2 separate regions of the Sus scrofa genome follow, and region 2 is linked to region 1. Evidence: chromatin contacts called from public HiChIP or PLAC-seq data. All regions are on one chromosome and are shown on one strand. The core of a region is the stretch at or near the end of the contact, and the rest is flanking DNA. Distances in the headings are between cores, read along the strand shown. Region 1 overlaps MGAT5 (alpha-1,6-mannosylglycoprotein 6-beta-N-acetylglucosaminyltransferase A). Region 2 holds the start of MGAT5 (alpha-1,6-mannosylglycoprotein 6-beta-N-acetylglucosaminyltransferase A).

The links. HiChIP or PLAC-seq counts read pairs in DNA pulled down with a chosen protein or histone mark.
Region 2: a contact with region 1 is called in an H3K27ac HiChIP or PLAC-seq map of skeletal muscle, with 5 times the contacts expected there. The contact joins the promoter of MGAT5 here to the enhancer-like site in region 1. A contact is called at or near these places in 1 of 5 promoter capture datasets (fetal skeletal muscle), 3 of 47 Hi-C or Micro-C datasets (embryonic fibroblasts, epiblast stem cells and skeletal muscle) and 2 of 2 datasets of contacts at active chromatin or transcription factors (alveolar macrophages and skeletal muscle).

What each region holds. Positions count from the first base shown.
Region 1 is chr15:17,621,329-17,627,765 of Sscrofa11.1, reverse strand. The region is part of intron 11 of MGAT5 (alpha-1,6-mannosylglycoprotein 6-beta-N-acetylglucosaminyltransferase A); the gene reads left to right. Among named protein-coding and RNA genes, the nearest start is that of MGAT5, 290 kb to the left of the region's middle. Within about 2 kb of position 1,700, at least 18 of the 83 cell types and tissues checked have an H3K27ac peak or open chromatin away from gene starts, as enhancers often do. A contact at or near this core is called in fetal skeletal muscle and skeletal muscle, where this site is marked.
Region 2 is chr15:17,914,048-17,921,360 of Sscrofa11.1, reverse strand. It overlaps MGAT5 (alpha-1,6-mannosylglycoprotein 6-beta-N-acetylglucosaminyltransferase A), which reads left to right and starts at 2,088. Exons shown (of 17, transcript XM_021075187.1): 1 at 2,088-2,224. It also overlaps the pseudogene LOC100152750.

The sequences.
Region 1 (6,437 bases), core at 451-2,950:
CTGCAGCTCCAGCAGGAAACCCAGGTTCTTGAAATCTGTCTATGAGACTTTGAGTTTTTGTTCTTGTCAAAGCCCAGCCCTAATACACGCTGCCAGAGCTGCTTCTGCCAAGTTGTCTGATGGCTGAAACAATTTCCTCTTTGGCTTGGAGCTTGGGGCAGCTGGGAAGACTGCATGGCCGTCGACTCTGCATTTGGGACTTTTAGCCTGTCAGCTTACTGTTCATGTAAAATGTAATGAAGTCTTCAGACTCCTTCCCACCTGGGAGTGAAAACCTCTCCTTAGAACCCAACTGACAGAGCCTCTCAGGGCTGCAGTTCCAAGCAGAAGCTCTCTTGTAGGTCTGTGTCCTCTGGGATAGCATTGATTTATGGGATTTGGAGTCAAAATGATTTCCAGCCTATGTTCCAAGGAAACTCAGGAAAGCTTAAGTTGGTGCTTAGAATCTAGGTCAGTGTTAAACAAACTTGCCTGATCGTAAGTTCCACCTGGGGTTCCACCTGGGGATTTGTTAAGCATCCAGATGAGAGGGACCCTCTTCAGCCCATCTATCAGCACCTCCAGTGAAGGGACCTGGGAATTGTATGTTGCTCCAGGTGATTCTTTTTAAACAGGCAAGTTTGGGAAATCATACTAGGTAGGCAAATTTTTCCTAGACCAGTAAAACCCTAATCGTTTCCTTTCCCTGCGTGGTTGATGGCTACCAAGTAGCCAAGAACCACCCCGTGCTGTAGAAGACAGGGAAGGATGCTCTTATTTTTCTTGGCTGCATCCTGTGCTCCCAGCCCCAGGTCTGTCCTCTGAGGACCAGCATTCTTTTCCACGACAGTAGCAAGCCTCCCAAGTTAATCCTTGTGAGGGTGCAGCCAGCTGATTGTGGTTCCATTGAAGGCTCTCGCAAGATGATCCAGTCATTCCAATAAGAATTTGTAAGAACTTGAGAAGTTACAGAGCACTTCCCCTTAGCCTCCTGAGGCATGTGTCAGTTTTACAGGTGATCAAACAAAGTCTTAGAGACCTTTAGAAGAGACTAACCCACATTAAATTTGGGATGAGTGATTGTCCTCTCGATGCCATTCCTTGCACTTCAACATGTATACTTGAGAGAGGTCACGGCTGGTCCAAAGGTGTGAATGATGAATGGTGGAATTTCAGGCCTTGTCGCAGGTGGTTGGGGAGGCATTTGAGGGCCTCAGGGATGGAGAGTAGTTTTCTTGGTGCCCTTCAGGAGACCCACCAACTAGTTGTCTACTCTGTCAGTGACTGGCAGCCTTCTTGGAGCATAAACAGCTGAGGGAAATTACTGCAGCTGGGAAGGAAAAAAACATCAAAATATGGTGGGTGAAAAGAGGCCCTGGTGCTCAGCAGAGGGTCTCCTCCAAAAGCCAGGCCTGGGTAGCAGGAGGCTGAGGCAGCCAGCCATCATCCCGAGGGTGGGGTGCTTCTGGAAGGTTCCAAGTCACTGCCTGCCCGTTCTAATAACACTGGGATGAGTTCATTTGTAGCTCTTAGTAAACACAGCTGCTGTGGTTGTAATTTGCCTCGAGGCTTTTTACTATTACTCCAGCCCTAACAGTTTGGCAACCAATGTGGGAACAATGGTGTTTAGGGATGGGAAAAGAAGTTGCTATTTGGGAGCAGAGGGAAGAGCAGCCGCTGTCTGTGGGCAGAAGCCAAGGAACGATTCCAAGCGTGTGGAATCCGTGTTCTATGGAAGAGGAAGCCGCACCCCAGGGAGGACCAGTGACCCACATGCTGACCGGCACCGTGTTGAGAGAACTTAGAAAAATACCGCAACTGTTCCTTTCAAGCTAAGAAAGGGTTAAGATCGCTCTTGATGGGAGAGAGAGACATAATGCCTGGGAATTTCTAACAGTCCGAAAGGCGTGCCTTTCTGAATGTGAGGAGGCGCAGATTTATAAGAACAACTGGGGTGTCACACTGATTATGTTTCCCCCAAATAGAACGTGACTGAAGTACAGCTTATGGGAAAATTGTTGAGGAGGAGAATTCTAAGCATCGTACAAGTTCTTCCAAAAGCCCAGTCACAGCTGGAGGGGACACACCTGCACTCAGCCATGCCAGGCTGAAGCTGCCTGGGCTGGGAGGACATGGCCACGCTCTTAAAGGCGGCGTTGTGGGAGGTTGAGCTGGGTAGTGGTCCCACACACCTGCCTGCCGCTTTCAGCCCACTGAAGTTGTGTAGTCCCTGGGGACCTGAGAGGCTTGGTGAGACTGTCCAGGACATGGCCACCATCCCACCTCCAGGAGGGCTTCCTGGAGGAGGGGAATTTGGATATCTTGTCTGGGTCAGGAATGCAGATCCCTGAGACTGCCTGGCTGTGTCCTAGGAGAGTGAAGTTTATCCCAGGTTGGTCTTGCCAGAAAGGGGCCAAGACATGTCTAAAAGAAGATGCCTTTACATGAGTTTCCTATGGTCCCTATGTTATCCTTTGTTTAGAAGGGCAGCAAAGCAGGCAAATCATGGCAGTAGAAGGAAATTCAGTGTGTATTTCTGGCTGCTTCTTGGGGGGGGGGGAAGCCACATAGAAGTATTGTTTTAAAATGAGTATACAAGCAACTCGGGTTATAAATCTGAGAATGGTAGTCAAATAAACCAGTTGAGTGTGGGGGGCCGGTTGTAGGAAGTCTGACCTCTTCCTGGTGCTGTTTGTTTACACTGCCACAGGGACCAGGTGTCTGAGGTGGCTGTGTGAACTGGCACTTAGATGGCCTCCCATGAATGCTGGAATCCTCAAGGAGTAATTTTTGGTGGATGCTGAAACCGTGGACTTGACCCTGTATAACCTTCTACATCAGCGCAAAGCCATGTCATTGAGACTCTGAAACATGCCCTGCAAGGACAGAGCTTGTTGGTGGGTTTTATAGAAACAAACAAACAAACAAACAGATTGGGAGCATCTTTTATAATCTAGATGTTTCTGGAAGCAAAATTCATCATTTTACTTCAAGAAGAGATATTTTGACCATTGAGAAACTGGGATAAGCCAACTGAGATGATATTTTTTAATGTAGTAATATGTGTGCTTCTCGGATCATAGTTAGTGTCTATATACAACTTCATACTTAAATAAAAATCGTATAAGCAGCATATGTTCCTAAAATCTGGCTGTGCAGCCCTGAGTACTGAAGGCGTCCGTCTGTGCCCAGGAGAACTGGGTATCCCCCCGCTACCCCCCACCCCGGTCCTGCCTCAGGGACAGCAGCACTCTTGGAAAGCTGGAGTTATTCCTGGTCAGTTGGAATTTTTAGAGCTGGCTGGACTTTGCGTCTCCCTTCCCTGATTCTATTTTTAACTAGCTTTAGCTCCTTGGGGGGTAGTGATGATCATGGCTAATATTTGAGCACTTTGTGCCAGACAATGATCCTCACGGTAACTCTATCACGTCAGTGTTGTTATTAACCCCATTTTCAAGTCAGCAACTGAGGCAGGCAGAGATTAACGTCCCTGCAATGGCAGAATCCAGATTTGAATTGAAGGAGCCTAGACCACAGCCCCTACACTAGGGCGCCTCCCAAGTTATAGCCCCTCTCTTCATAACTTCTTCCTCCTTCTCCTGCCCATCCACTCCAATCCCAGGAGCCTGAATATGCCCACAATGGCATGGCGTGAAGGTCAAGACACGTTCTCTAGGGTTCTGTTTGGAGAGTTAAAACCCCATAGGCACAACTAGGGGAACTACATGGGTGAAATCCTTTACTTCTGTCCCAAATCTAAAGACATCTCCAGAGGAAATCTGTCCATTTTCATTATATTTAATCATTATAGAACCAGTTATTTGGAACCTACCTGCATATCAGGACTTGCAAAGATATGTCTGCCCCTAGGGAGGTTAGAGAGGCAGAAATACTGACCTGGACAAGTAGAAAGTGGGGGAAATTTTAAAATGAAGTTAAAAACAAGGTGGAAGAGTATTCCCATGAGCCTGAGTGGCTTTTGAAGATGTGAGGACGGCACCTGTAAGACATGAGTGATGGTCCAGGTATGGGTTGGGGGTACTCCGCTTGATTCCTTTAATTGAAGTCACAACACACAGCGCACGTGGAGCAGAGAGGGTGGGCCAGGGTGGTGGTGGTAGTGGGAGGGAAGGGGCCTAGGAAGCCAACAGCACTGGCTTTGACCCGGCATTTTCACCCTCTGTCCATGCTGCTGGGCAGTTTCATGACTGCAGAGTGGGAATTAGCCAGGGGCTACCCTTCAGGGTCCTGCAGCTTGTCCCCAACACAACCCCAGAGGTCTCCTCGACTTTTTGAGTTACAGGAAATAGAGTGGAGCTGTGTTAGGCCATGTTGATCCAGACCAATTAGTGCTCATTCCAGGTCCTCAAAGCCCGCTAAGGTTAGACTAGACCTCCAGATGGGGCCAGTGTACTTGCAGTGAGGCATGTCAGGCAGTAGGACCTCCCTACCAGCTCTATAAAGCAGCACCATTATCTGCACTTACCAGGAAGAAACGGGGTCTGGGAGATGTGGAATGTGAACCCCTGCCAAAGAGATGATGTGTCCAGTTCAGAGACTTCCTCCCTCCTTCCTCCATCCTCCCTCCCTCCTTCCCTGCCTCTTTCTTTTGTTCCTTCCCTCCTTCCTTTCTCTTGCTCTCTCCCTTCCTTCCTTCCCTTCCTCCCTTCCTCTCTCCCTCCCAACCTCCCTCCCCTCCCCATTCTTCCTCCAGTGGCTCCTGTAGCACCCAGGTCCTCGATCTCTGCAGAGAGGGGAGATGGGGACCACGTGGCCAGGACAGAGTATGTGAGCTCAGAGCTCATCATCTCTGAAGCAGAGCCTGTAATAAGATTTCCATCTTTTAAAATTAGTGTCCGTCTCTCTTATTTACACTTATCAATAGAGTCAGATTTAAGAGGCCATTTGACCGTAGACGTGGAATGGTCTGTGCAACCTTAAAGGAAGGATCCAAGCCATAATGAGCACGGCTTCAGAGGCAGATCCGGATTCATTTCCAGGCTCCGCCACTTACTCACTCTGTGCTCCTTTACCTGATACGGAGCTCAGCAAAGCCTCGGTGGTCCCACCTGTGAAATAGGGACAGTAACAGTACACAGATCACAGGCCACCTGAATTACTTGAAGTCATTTTTAGACAAGAAAACATTTAGTAGCACGCCTGGCGTGGAATAATTACCCCGTAAATTGTTGAGGCACCCAGACTCTCAGCGGGTGATGGGACTGGGTGATTCCTGAGTCCTCACTCTCACATGAATCCACCTGGCTTTTTCATTTTTGGGGAAAAACCAAATAATATTTTAAACAATGAAATGGGAATATATGAATGAGGTGGGCCAGGGAGCATGCTGTTGATTCCAGCCCCTCTCAATGGTAACTCCATTGAGGTAACTCCTCAGCCCCTCTGGATGTCTGCCTCTCCCTCTCTTTCTTTATCCTCTGTTCTCTGCTTTTTCCTCTCTCTGTGGCTCATCCCTCCTGTTCCCATGCTTCTCTTGATACTTTCTATTTGTAGGTTTGTGTTGTGGTGAATTAATAAGGGTTTCATGAAACGGTTTAGAAATATTTGCTCAGGGCCTTGCAGAAACACACACGCATTAATTCTGAATGTTTTATTACCTTGTGATGACTTGCTGGTGTTACCTGCCTTCAGCGTCAAGTGTTCCTCTTCTAGTTTTGTCCTTTCAGGAATAAGATAAGAAGGAAGCATTATTCTGGCCATGACCCCAAAGACAGATGAGTCACAGTGCAGAAGCAGACACAGAAGTCTTAGTCTAAGTGGTTTCTTGTCCTTGGGAGGAAACATCTGTAACTTTCAAGGACTCCCCTACTCCAGCTGGAGATGGAGTTCAAAGAATTAAATTCCATGCAGGCAAATCAGCAGACAGGGGCAGTCTGCCGGCACCTGGAAACCCAGGGAAGGGGTTCTGTGGGTGAGTGAGTGCTGCCTTTGGTGGAGTTGAGACTCCTTTTACTAGCGTGCCTGGGGACAGGCCTGTGGGCTTCCTGAGGGCAGGCACCAGTGGTCTTGTTCATATTTGAAATCCCATGCCCAGCCAGGCCCTGGCCATGGGAAAAACCAAATAATATTTTAAACAATGAAATGTGAACATACAGATGAGGTGGACCAGGGAGCATGCTATTGATTCCAGCCCCTCTCAAGGGTAACCCCAGCGTTTTGCAGTCAAAGGGAAAGAAGATAAACAATGGTTTGCGGGAGTTCCCTTCGTGGCGCAGTGGTTAACGAATCCGACTAGGAACCATGAGGTTGCGGGTTCGGTCCCTGCCCTTGCTCAGTGGGTTAACGATCCGGCGTTGCCGTGAGCTGTGGTGTAGGTTGCAGACGCGGCTCGGATCCCGCGTTGCTGTGGCTCTGGCGTAGGCCGGGGGCTACAGCTCCGATTCGACCCCTAGCCTGGGAACCTCCATATGCCGCGGAAGCGGCCCAAGAAATAATAA
Region 2 (7,313 bases), core at 839-3,338, 290 kb before region 1:
TTTCCCTCAAAGGCATTGCAAGTATATTATTCATATGAAGAAACAGAATATATGTAATATAAATATATTTGCATTAGGTAATATATGTGATGTGTGTACCTATGGATATTACATCCTTAAACTTTACTTCTTTTTATATACATATGCTTTTTTTAAAAAAAAAACTCAAATAGTAAACATCTGTAATATCCTCTAAAGCAGTGGGTCTGCAGTGTTTAAATGGTTGATGTCTTTCAGAAATCTCTAGGCAACCAGGTGGTACAGTTATTAACCACCCGCAGGAACTTGGCTTCAAAGCGAATCTTTTAGGATCAGGATCTGTACCATCCGAATCCAAAGCACAGAAAGTCCTGGCCACCAGATGTCACCATTCTTCTATTTCCCACCCAGTGCCCAAGGAGGGAGTGAGATGTTATTTTTCTTCCAAAGGACTGAGGGAAATTCATGCCTCCCAACATTCCTGGGATTTCACCAAAAGGTCTTATTAAGAAGAATCCTCCTGTCCATGCAGATTTCCTTGTGGCTCTTGATTGTTCCCTGGACGGTTCCTTACAACTCAGAATCTAAGTGGTTGATAATTCGGGGCTCACCTGGTTGGGAACTGTTAGAAACATTTTCTCTGGCTTGAAATGAAAGATAGGACAGACCTAGAGCCTAGTGCTTGCTCAATCAAAGAGAGGCCGAAGGGTGTTTCTATTAAGATCCTGGAGACAGGAGACCTCTTAAACCAGCTGGGTGGCCCTGAGAACTTATGTACAAAGTGAGACACTTTAATTCATTTTTAGGGTCTAAGAATTCCATCATCTTCAGTTTTTAAATGCTTCTGCTAGGGAGGATGGGCAATAAGATAGGGTGATCTAAGTTCAAGAAAGAAGATCAGGCGTTCCCCTTGTGGTTCAGTGGGTTATGAACTGGACTAGTATCCATGAGGATGCAGGTTCCATCCCTGGCCTTGCTCAGTGGGTTAAGGACCTGGCGTTGCTGGGAGCTGTGGTGTAGATTTCAGACATGGCTTGGTTCCTACATTGCTGTGGCTGTGGTATAGGCTGATTCGATGCCAAGCCTAGGAACTTCCATATGCTGCAGGTGTGGCCCTAAAAAGCCAAAAAAAAAAAAAAAAAAAAAAAGCAGACAGAAGCCATCCCCCCCCCCCCCCCGGGGTGTGTGTGTGTGTGTGTGTGTGTGTGTGTGAATTGGTGGGGGTGGAGAAATTCTGCAGGGAAGGTAAGGGAAAGCTCAACATAAACTTGATACAGTAACTTCATGTAATGACTGGTTCCAAGGCTTGGAATTTGATGGGGTTATGAACCTTGCTGTTTCCACCCCTAGGTAATCCACCAGGGCACTTGCCTTCCATTCCATCTACTACTTAACAAGGATCTATAATGCTTAGCCATGTAAATGCACAGCATTCTCTCTCCTGGGGCTTGGCTGGATTTAATATGTCATGTCAGTCAATGTTCTTTGTGGTGCCTTCAGGGCTTGGGAGTTGTTTTATTTCTTTTTGAATTTACAACAGCACAGTGTTCAGCTAACCTGCCCAGAGTGTTCATAAAATCCATTGGCAGGAGAGGGGAAGAAAAAGAGAAAGAAAATTCATTTATTGAGTGCCTGCTATGTGCCGGACATTACTAAATACTTCACGTGTATTTTTATCTCTTCTTCAAAATAACCTCACAGAGCCTCATTTATTATGTTTGTAGATAAAGATGTTGAATTCAAATGGCTAAGTGGTTTGTTCAAGGTCACAAAAACCAAGTGGCAGGAACTCACACTGCTTCATATAACACACTCTACAAAGATGGAAACGGAGGCTCAGGGCACTGATTCCAGCTGCCGGTACCAGCAGTTAAGTCCATAATCTCCCCTCACTGGGCTTCAAGTGCTGGAAGGTCAGGAGTGCTGAGAGGCCTGGACTACACCTCTCTGGAGGGTGCACTGTCACATCAGTATTTGCACACTGCCCCTATCCTTGCTAGAATGTTATTTGTGATCGCAAGCAAACTATCTCCCTAACTCCCTTCTTCCTTTGGGCTGCGGAATTGAAGGCTTGGTAGAAGTCCTTTCCGACAGAGTTGGGAGTTTGCAGACGGCCCCTGAGAGGCTGGGGCGTTCAGAATTGGCTGAGCGCTCCGCGGGGAGGGCGGGGAGTTTGCCGAACGTCCCTGGCCGGAATCCCTGCGTTAGAGAGCTGCGAGCCCAGAACCCGGGAGAAGTTGGAAAGGTCGGTAGGGGAGGGCTGGAAGAAATTGCGATCAGATCCCCGCCCTGGTCGGCTGCGCCCGGGAGGAGAGTCTCTGCAGTGTCCAGGTCGAGTGTGGACGCGCCGCGCGCGGCCCCGCCAGGGCTGAGAGTTTGCAGACCATCCCTGCCGCGGCCCGCTCGGCGGCGGCCCTGCGGCTCCCCCTGCAGCCGCGGCGGCCCCGGGCGCGATCGAGCCCAGTTAGCCGCGCCGCAGGCTCGGGGCGCCGCGACCCCTTGCCCCGCCGCGCCCTGGGCCCCGCGTGGACGGCGGCTGGCGGGCGCTCCCGGCTGCTGCTGCTGCCCAACAAGGAGGTGAGAGCCAATGTGTCGGGGCAACAGCGTCAAAGCTCTCCATCTCCCCGGGGAGATGAACGCAGAGGGGACAGCGGAGGGCGAGGGGAGCTGCGCGCAGGGGTGGGGGAGAGTCTGCACTGAGTGCTGCGTGGCCGGGGGGATTCCGGCTGCCGCCCCCCGCCGTCTGCGTGGGTGCCCCAGCCGCTCTGCGGGACCCGGGAGTGCAAACGAGGACGCGCCTGGGGGCGCCCACCTGCCCGGAGCAGCCCCTTCCCCGGGGAAGCTGCAGGCGGCCCCCATGCCTCTGAGAAGGGGGAGATTGTGGGCTTTTCAAGGGACTGTCCGGAGGAGGCTTTGGTTGCGCGGGCTGGAGGCAAGCGGCCAAGGATGGCAGGTGGGCGCTCGGACCGGGGAGGAGCCTGGTGGGGTTCACGCTGCGGGTGTGTGCTGGACTGGGGTCCCAGGGACTTGGGCGCTCAGGGCAGGCTCAGCCTTGGGCCAGTGGGGAGGAAGAAGAAGGGAGGTTGGCTCCGGGCCCTAGGGGGAGAGGGATGCGGCAGGCAGGATCTCTGGTCCAGGAAACCTGGGAGCGTGGGGGTGTCCCCCACCTTTGGAGGATCTCCACGGGCCCACCACCCCGCGGGCGTGATCTGCGAGGCTGCCTGGCCGGAGAGGCTGAGGGGAACGCGGAGCGCACACCCGCGCACACAATCCCCGAGAGCATGCTCAGTGTGGCCCTGGGAACTTCCTGCCGAGTAGCGAGCCGCTCCGGCCCCCTCCCGGCCCCCTCCCGGCCCGCTGCTGGTAAAGTTGGGGGCGCGGCTCCGGCGTGTCGCCCTTTCGCGCCTCCGACCCCTGCCTCGCCTTTACCCGGCTCCTGGCGCTGCTCACGCTGATCACCCCCGCGGCCGAGAACCGGGGCGTGGATGTCACCCCCAGCTTCCTCAGGCCAGGTCCGAGGCCGGTGGCCAGAGGCCTGGCGTTGAAGCTGCTAGAGGCGGGGAGGAGGAGGACCCGTTGGCGATGCGCTCGCGGTGCTCAAGGTCCCGGCGCCGGCACTGGGTGGAAGGGGGTGTGTGAGCCCGGGGACGCTCGCGCACACACTGGCTGTCACACAAAGCCGTGGTTTCGTAGCTGCCGCGCGGAAGAGGGAAGAGGTGGCGCTTGCATTGTCCAGCCACGTTTGGAGCGCCAGCAGGGTCCTGGGCGCTTGGAGGCTGCAGGAACCTGACGATGCATAGGGTTTTCAGAGACGCCGGAGCGAGGTCTGGAGCCGGGTACTCCTGGCACTGACTGTCAGGCCCGGCCCAAGCCGGACGCTTCTATCTGCACACAGCTCTGGCGGCCCAGTTAGGGAAGGTTGCCTACTTGTGGGGCCGTGAAGTTGGGGAGGGGAAAGCTGAGGTTTGTGGAGGGTTTGCGTGGAATGGCAGCACTACACCAGTAAACAACTCGGATTCAAGTGTTAGAGGTAGGCTCTCATTCTCAAGAGAGGCAAGTGGTAAGCTAGTGCGCCCCCAGTACGCCCCCATTCATTATCAGGACCTGGGCCACTTGGTATGTTTTTTCTCTGATAGACCACTCCCAACCTTCCCACCTTTCCCACCCCACCCTTGCCCAGGTTAGCCACCCATGTTCTGAGCCTTGACTCAGGATCAGCACTTAATTGTTTTTGATTGGAATTGTTTCAAGCTGGTCAGACCATCCCAGATCTGTCTTAATAAAGGAATTTTTTTCTCCTGCAAATTCTTTTTGTTGGTATTGTTCAGGCCTAAGATAGGCACTCTCAGGATTCGGATTGGCTCTATTAGGATTAGAGCAAAGCTCCCCTTTCTAGAGGGCTTTTTGGTTTTCTCCAGTTATCAACTTGATGTTTGTGTAGTGAACTTGAAATGGAAAGGCCCTGGAGACAATGTGGTGGGAAGGGAAGAAGGTGGTGACCCTCCTGCCTCTTGTAGGACTAGAGGAAGAGGAGAAGGACACTGCTGTGTCTGGACACAGGTTTGAGATTTTCATCTCCTTTGTTCCAGCCTGCCTACCTGGGTTTGGGACACTTGTGACTAGGGTCACTGGGAGAAAGGAGTCTGCAGTCCTGGTTTGGGGCTTTGCAGGGTTTGCACCTACCCATGCAGCTGTCAGTTGGTATTAAGGCAACTGTAGTGGCAGGAGGGTTGGGGGGCTCTGTTCAGATCTGCCAGTGACATCTGTGTATTCCAGCTGTGGCTGCCAAGCAGCTCATGGGCCTTTGAATCTCCTCAGCAGTGTGCATTTCCAGTTCTTTGTGTTTAAAAGTGTGAATACAGTACTCATATATATTCACACATTTGTCTATACGTTTTTATAAAGAAGCCCGTGCATATGTATGTGCATCTGCAGTGTTCCTTTGGTAGCATCTTGGAGCTGGAAGGGACCTCACGAGATCATAGGAATTCAAATTTGCTCCCTTCCCATTCAGTTTTCTCGATTAAAAATAACCAACCAGCCTTCTGCCCAGCTGGCCACCCAAAGCATTGCCATGCCAGATTCCCTTTGTGATCTCAGCTGAGGGTACCCCTTTTGGTCCTTTCGCTAAGACGTGGGGTTCCTCATCATAGGTTCCAGATGTCACTCTGACATTTGACATGACTTTTCCTAATGCTTCACGTGGCTGGGGAATCTAAGTCACTGCAGAGTCACCCTCAGGATGATTTTGGCAGGGCATAGGCAGTGACCCATGTCCCCGGCAGAGATGTCTGGAAAACTGCCAGGAGCAGTCATCAGTGCGACTTGGGTTGGAAAGTTCCTGTCCTTTTGCACTCTTGGTCCTCCAGGCAGGTAGTTGCTCTGCTCCTTCCTAAAAGTCTTAAAGAGCAATGGGAGCTCATTTTATTCCCTCCTCCTTAACTATCTTGGTCTCCTGGCTGTAGGTAGGGTGGCGGTTGGTTGGGGGTGTTATTCTCCCTTGATGTTATCACAGTAGGTTTTGGGAAAGCCTGTGCTGTCAGGAGCATTTTCCCTGGGGACTTGTTATAGAGAAATGTCAGTTTGGGAAAGGGTCTTGGTGTCAGGTGAACTGTTAACAGATGGTTTTGGCTAAAGGAAGTGTGTGCGTTTCACAATCTAGGTTCTTTAAAAAAAGAGAGAGCAGAGTGGGGGGCAGGTATAACTTTATATTTGGGGGGTGGGTGACTGTTGAGAAGTTTGAGTCAGAGATAAATTTGGGGAGTTCTCTGGCGGCTCAGAGGTTTAAGGATCCAGCATTGTCACAGCTGTGGCTTGGGTTTGATCCCTGGCCCAGGAACTTCTGAAGGCCATGGGTGTAGCAAGAAAGAAAGAAAGAGAGAAAGAAAGAAATTTGGTACATGCCAATACACCTTTTACTAGGCTGCCTTTAAAGATCATAATTGCTTTGAAGTATAGGGTCACTCTTAATAGCCAGAAGATGGTAATACTTTTCAGTTTCTGTTCAGAATTGAGTAAAGATCTCCCCAGCGTCGTCTTCTTAAAGTCTCTAATCAAAGCTATGTCCCCATACTATCTTGCATCCTGGCTCTACATGAAAAGTCCGAGCATAGTCGTGACCTCAGTGCCAGCTGCGAGTTCTCACCGAGAGTTTATCAGGCAGCCACCTTGAGGTGGTAGGTGCTGGTACTGTTATGAAGATGTCCTCCTTCAAAATTACCTTCTTACTTTTAATTCATCTGACCTTCTCTTTCAGTGTGTTAATGCAAACTAATATCTCTTGGAAAGCTGCCAAGATGGGTCCCAGGAGCCTTAGTACATTAACCATGTTTTCAGCTAGAAGAGTTGGGACTTGATCTCTGTTTGCCCACTTGGACTGTTGCATTTATTTGTTTGTTTTTTTTTCATTGCCACAATGAAGTGTCTCCGTCCCCAACTTTGTCATATCCAGAAGGCAGTATTTATGCATGAGAAGGGTTGGAGGAATTGCTGTGTTTCTTCACAATCTCACAATAGCTCTCTTGTCTGAATACCTAACCTTCTGCAAAGGGAACAGGCGTCTTCCTGTCAGGGCCCTTTATCCATCCTCAAAAATCTGGACAGGCAAGGGGAATAAGCTATTGTGATAGAGTTTGGTGGGGGAGGGTTCTCCCTGAAAACTGGCACCCCCCACTGCCATGCTTGTGTGTCTGTGTGCCTGCTGGACCTTGGCCCCAGCTGGGGTGGTTACCTAGGATGGCTAAGGAGTATTTCTCCACCCTTTTGCCCCTGAACTCAAGACCTTGCTATATCCAAGTGTTTTGTTACCTGTAAGAGTACCGGTGTTTGCAACTGATTTACTTTTTTTGAAAAGTCAGCCCTTCAAGGTTATCCTTAGAAGAATAACAGCCTCACTGATTTGCATCCCTCCTTGATTTGAGGGGCCGGCCCTTGAGGCAATGGGTACCAGATACTGCCCACACGTCCTGCCCAAGCTCCTCCCACCAACTCTGACCAAAGCTCTGCTCCTTAGTGCTGTCATTCTGAGCACAGTCTGCTTTGAAGTTCTGGTGTGCTGGTAAGATGTGTTTTATAATATCCCACACTGAACAGTCTTCCGATACAATAGTTTTGGATCTCTTTCATGGCTCCGTCCACCGAGTCTGTTGTGTTGGTGATCAGCAAAGATTGCATGTCTCGGTGGAGAAATGTCGCGAACAGGTGGGCGAGAAACTCCAAGTGATGGTGATGAAAAATGTGTCTTCTGTTGTGGCCTGATTGCAAAGGCTTCTTTTGTATCTCATTTACTCCTCACTGCAATACTGATGTGGATACTATTGTTAGTCCCAGTTTAT